Regions from separate parts of the Zea mays genome. Here region 1 is linked to region 2. Evidence: chromatin contacts called from public Hi-C data. All regions are on one chromosome and are shown on one strand. The core of a region is the stretch at or near the end of the contact, and the rest is flanking DNA. Distances in the headings are between cores, read along the strand shown.

Region 1 (2,732 bases), core at 201-2,700, 260 kb after region 2:
CTATTTCTTTCTTTTCAGATATTCCACCAAAAATAGTCTACCAACCCATAGAAAATCATTCGTCTATGTTTATCAACACGGAGTCTACACCTTCTCCACCATCTATGGATAGAGTCATCGTGGTTAAGAGATGTTCTTAGGGCTAAAAAAAATTCGAGGCTCGCGAGGCGGCTTAAACTTAGGTCGGCTCGGAGTGGCTCATGAGCCTCGAGCGAGCAGAGACGAACCGAGCCAAGTTGTAGAGCTCATTGGTATAACAAGCCGAGTCAGTTTGCAAGTTATGCCAAATTAATGAATCTATAAAATAATAATAGATATTGGATAATTTTATAGATATTCGACTCGTTCCTTATCATTTAATGATGGATTTATGATAATTTAAAATTTAGATTACTTATAATGTTAAATGATGGTCATATTTCATATCTATATACAATAATAGTCATTGTATAATGCAATATTATTTATCAAGGTGTAGCTCGCGAGTTGAGTCGAGCCTCCTTCTTAATCTTATTGAGTGGACGAACCAAGCTGAGCCGAGTCGAGCTTGGTCACCCAGCGAGTCGAGCCTCCTTCTTAAACTCGTTGAATGAGACTCAGCTCATTTCTAGCCCTAAAAAATCGCATCATCATCGGCATAAAGCGAGCAATGCAGACATTTTTGGTAGTACAAGCTTCGGATGACCGGCTGCAGACGCTTTCTCAATAACCTTCTGTAGGGGATCAATGGCCAAGATGAAAGAGGGTCACCTTGATGAAGACTTCAGGCGTGTTTAAATTTTTTGCTTGGGCGATCATTCACTAGCACTTTGGAAGATGATGTAGCCAAGATGCTAGTCTCTCTATTTTTGACTGAAACCTAGCTAGAGCTTTTAAAACATCCCGGAGATAGTTAAGGGAATCAAAGGCTTTTGAAATGTCCAATAGATACCATTTTTTTTCTTGTGGAGGAGGCTATGAATAACATTTTGTTCATATAGAAAATTATCACATTATGTGACAAGCAAGGGAAAATAACTTATATATAGTTAATAGTGGAGGGAGTGTCTGATATAAAAAGCTACATATTTTTGCTGGTTAGTTGTTAGTTAGGTCTTTACCTGCCCTCTCTCTACGAACGAGCTGATGCCAGTTCTGACTTTGTCAAAGCATGGCTGGCAATGTGATTGAATGCCTGATGTTAGCTCGTCACCTTGACAGGGACATCCGATCCTGAATTTCCGATTGGGGTGGCAAAGGTCAAGTTGCCACCACAAGCATCCAGTCCAATGGCTCTGCCACTGCCCAGAAGCTTCATCACACCTAGAGGTAGCCATGACAGGACCCAAAAAAAGGTCCAGTCCAGGTCCGTACCAGCTGCGACGACGCTTGTCAGTAGGTAGGTTGAGCTAGCTGCTTGTTGATCACTGCTATATATACGGGTGCCATGGATCCATGCCTTCTCCATCCTCAAGTCATCAGCTAGCTAGCCTTCCCTACAGCAACTGCTTACATACAACACTTCCATCTTCCCGAGCTCGTCTTCGATCAATTCCCAAGTCAAATAATAATATAACAACAATGGTGGTTCCCGTCATCGACTTCTCCAAGCTGGACGGCGCTGAGAGGGCCGAAACCCTGGCGCAGATCGCCAATGGCTGCGAGGAGTGGGGATTCTTCCAGCTCGTGAACCACGGCATCCCGCTGGAGCTTCTTGAGCGCGTCAAGAAGGTGAGCTCCGACTGCTACCGCCTCCGGGAGGCCGGGTTCAAGGCGTCGGAGCCGGTGCGCACGCTGGAGGCGCTCGTCGACGCGGAGCGGCGCGGCGAGGTTGTGGCGCCGGTGGATGACCTGGACTGGGAGGACATCTTCTACATCCACGACGGATGCCAGTGGCCGTCCGAGCCGCCGGCGTTCAAGGAGACCATGCGCGAGTACCGCGCCGAGCTGAGGAAGCTCGCCGAGCGCGTCATGGAGGCCATGGACGAGAACCTCGGCCTCGCCAGGGGCACCATCAAGGACGCCTTCTCCAGCGGCGGCCGGCACGAGCCCTTCTTCGGCACCAAGGTCAGCCACTACCCGCCGTGCCCGCGCCCGGACCTCATCACGGGCCTGCGCGCGCACACCGACGCCGGCGGCGTCATCCTGCTGTTCCAGGACGACAGGGTCGGCGGCCTGGAGGTGCTCAAGGACGGCCAGTGGACCGACGTGCAGCCGCTCGCGGGCGCCATCGTCGTCAACACTGGCGACCAGATTGAGGTGCTCAGCAACGGGCGCTACCGCAGCGCCTGGCACCGCGTGCTGCCCATGCGCGACGGCAACCGCCGCTCCATCGCTTCCTTCTACAACCCGGCCAACGAGGCCACCATCTCGCCGGCGGCGGTGCAGGCCAGCGGCGGCGACGCATACCCCAAGTACGTGTTCGGCGACTACATGGACGTGTACGCCAAGCACAAGTTCCAGGCCAAGGAGCCCAGGTTCGAAGCCGTCAAGGTTGCAGCGCCCAAGTCATCTCCAGCGGCATAAATAAATGGAGGGGACCAATTATTAAATGCATTATAATTTATTTGTTGAATAAAACAGCCGGAGAAATAATGATAATGTAAAGTATATATGATAAACACCGGTTAGGATTTAAGGTGTTTAACTTTAGTTGCATGGTATAATATGATATATTGTTGTAGCAATAAGTTTATTAAGTATTCATAAGTGTTCTAAATAGTGGGCTAAGGCACTTATCCATCGCCTTTCTC
Region 2 (2,831 bases), core at 33-2,532:
CAAATAAAGTGAATCGTTGCATGTTAAGCTTCAGTCTACACTGGTGTTCCAAGCAAACATTTTAGTCACTTTTTAAAATATGGTGATTATCACTACTTCATGTACAAAGTCTGCCATACTTTTTACCCAGCTAAAAGTATGGTGGACGCTGCAAAAACGACACTTCTTTAGTTCTTGTGTTATTTTATTAAATATGATGATGAGGAGGATATTTGTATCAGGGGCTTTGGTTTTAAGTCTCGCGCTAGGTCATAGAAAACTCAGAACCGGTGCTATAATTAATTATTAGTGGTGTATCTCTTATAGTGCTTATTGAAGGCCTGGAGGGTATCTTGGGTTGCAGATAATTCTGGAAAAAAAATGGCAATAATAAAGTTCTGCGGATCCAAAGATTCTAGAGCTCCAACATGGGAGTGTAAAAAACCTTTTTAAAAAGGGCATGTTGTGTAAGATGGATCGCTACTGGACTGAAGCAAGGGAATGTCTCAATCTTTCCATCCGACGTGCCGGCAACGACGAAGTTGCCACGTCATCCTTCCACCGTGCCGATCCCCTCTGGCCAAGAAAACACGCGAGCCCGGGGGAGCTAGGGGTCGTTTGGGGTTTAGGGTTTCTATCATTTCAAATAATGTTCTTTGTCGGGGAGTAAGGGAAAGAGAAAATAGATATATAATATGTTACTGTTTCTATCATTTTAAATAATGTTCTTTCTTATATAATCCTGATATTGCATTAAAATCTTTAGTGTTGTCTATACTAACATACTACTCTCATTTATATACAGGTATGAGGTTGTATCACTTTTGGTCCTGAGACTTTTATGTACATATTAGTCTGGTGTTTAAACCTTCCTAAAACGGTGTCTATGCAAGAAAAGCTAGGCCACTTTTGATCAACAGACTCATTTGCACCTTGCACACATAAAAAAGGCTCCATCACTTTTGGTCACAAGACTTTTATGTATATATTAACCTGATGTTGAAGCCTTTCTACAACTATGTGTGTATGCAAGGAAAACTGTCACTTCTGGTTAGTAGACTTTTATGTACATATGACTCCCCTGTTGGAACCTTTGTACAACTATACATGCCTATGTAAACTCTTCAGATATATTATTACTGGACACTAAATTATGCTAGCTCAATGTAACTTGCTACTTATTGTAATCTAAATTTGTAGTACTACTGCTACTGCGTTGTTGGTATAAAAAAAAAATTACGCGCGCAGGCGCGCGCGTAACGCACTAGTTATAAAATAATAAAAATTACCAACAATGTCCCTCCTTCCACCGATCCCAGGCCACCCTCCTCCGGAACCCAAACCCAAGCCCAGACCAATCGACCCTGCATCCAAATCTAGGTTTTCGGTTCCCCTCCACAGGATGTCCGACCCCGCCGCTGGAGGCGCCATGGTTCCTGCTGCCGGACGCGGCATCGCATGGGCGAACGGCGGCCCCCGGTTCGGCGACATGGTCTGGGCCAAGGTGAAGTCCCATCCGTGGTGGCCTGGCCATATCTACAGCGTCAGCCTCACCGACGACGAGGAGGTACACCGCGGCCACCGCGACGGGCTCGTCCTCGTCGCCTTCTTCGGTGACTCGAGCTATGGGTGGTTTGACCCCAGCGAGCTCGTCCCCTTCGAGGACCACTTCACCGAGAAGGCGGCCCAGGGCGGCAGCTCCCGCAGCAGCTTTGCCGCCGCCGTGGCCGAGGCCGTCGACGAGGTAGCCCGCCGCAGCGCGCTGGCGCTGCTCTGCCCTTGCGACATTCCTGACGCCTTCCGTCCCCACCCCAGCGACGGCAACTTCTTCCTGGTCGACGTCCCGGCATTCGACACCGACGCTGACTACCAACTCGACCAGATCCGGGCCGCACGGCAGCGATTCGTGCCGCGGAAGGCGCTCAACTACCTGCTGGACGCCGCCGTGACTCAGCGAGACGCGGCGGAAAAAGCCGCGCGCACCGTGCCTGGGATGGAGATGGCCGCGCTGTTCTTGGCGTACCGCCGCGCGGTGTTTTCGCCGATAGACAACACCTACGCCCAAGCTTTCGGGGTGGATCCTGAGCTGGCTCTTGCTGCCGAGCAGAAAGCCGCGGCAGAGAGAGCTCAACGAGGTATCAACAACACTCACATGCTCAATTCTAGCTGTACTGTTGTTCTTGTTACTGTGTACTTGAAATTGATGGGTAAACAATGTTCCTACTGCTTTTATAGATCAAGCAACAATTATTTTGATGTGAATAACGGAGTGGATCTGATTCAAATAGTTTCTATTTCACTTCTGTTTAACTGTTGGTTGCATTTTTTTTATCAACGAGAGTGATTATTGAATTTGGGATGATATTCATGCAGAAACTTGTTGAATAAATTGTTTGTTTCACGGGATTCAGTCCATCTAACCTAGTAAAATATGAGACATGCATATTCACAGATCAATCTGCATTTGTTCTAGAAATTGAACGGCTGTGTGATATAGTATCATATACGTGTCTATACGATACTATCCTGATATGTATGCTGAGTTAGGTCTTTTCTCATTCTAGCTTTTCTCTAGGAAAAAAAACACCATCCATGATCTTGTTGGCATGAAATGTTTAAAGTTGTGACTAGTTTGTATCATGAAGGTTTAAAGCCATGACTAGTTAGCATGAGCCTGTTATTGGAGTCTTGAGATGTTTTATTTCTATATGTCCATACACTTACATGACTAGGAAGTTTTCTCTGCAGTATATTTGGTTCTTTTGCACTATGGTGACAATTATTATACATTTGGAACTTGTGTTTCCTTCCTATTTTAGTTTTTGTTGTTGCACATCAGTTTCCTGTCCATA

What was found. Hi-C and Micro-C count contacts between places; a contact is called where the count stands out from the background.
Region 1: a contact with region 2 is called in a Hi-C map of leaf, with 2.2 times the contacts expected there. The contact joins the promoter of LOC100273458 here to the promoter of LOC100278365 in region 2. A contact is called at or near these places in 17 of 25 Hi-C or Micro-C datasets (bundle sheath, ear, endosperm and 6 more) and 2 of 3 datasets of contacts at active chromatin or transcription factors (leaf and seedling).

The regions. Positions count from the first base shown.
Region 1 is chr10:92,294,565-92,297,296 of Zm-B73-REFERENCE-NAM-5.0, forward strand. LOC100273458 reads left to right here and starts at 1,451. Exons shown (of 1, transcript NM_001147895.2): 1 at 1,451-2,719. The coding sequence starts at 1,561. The coding sequence ends at 2,505.
Region 2 is chr10:92,034,378-92,037,208 of Zm-B73-REFERENCE-NAM-5.0, forward strand. LOC100278365 reads left to right here and starts at 1,283. Exons shown (of 1, transcript NM_001346016.1): 1 at 1,283-2,831. The coding sequence starts at 1,382. The coding sequence ends at 2,323.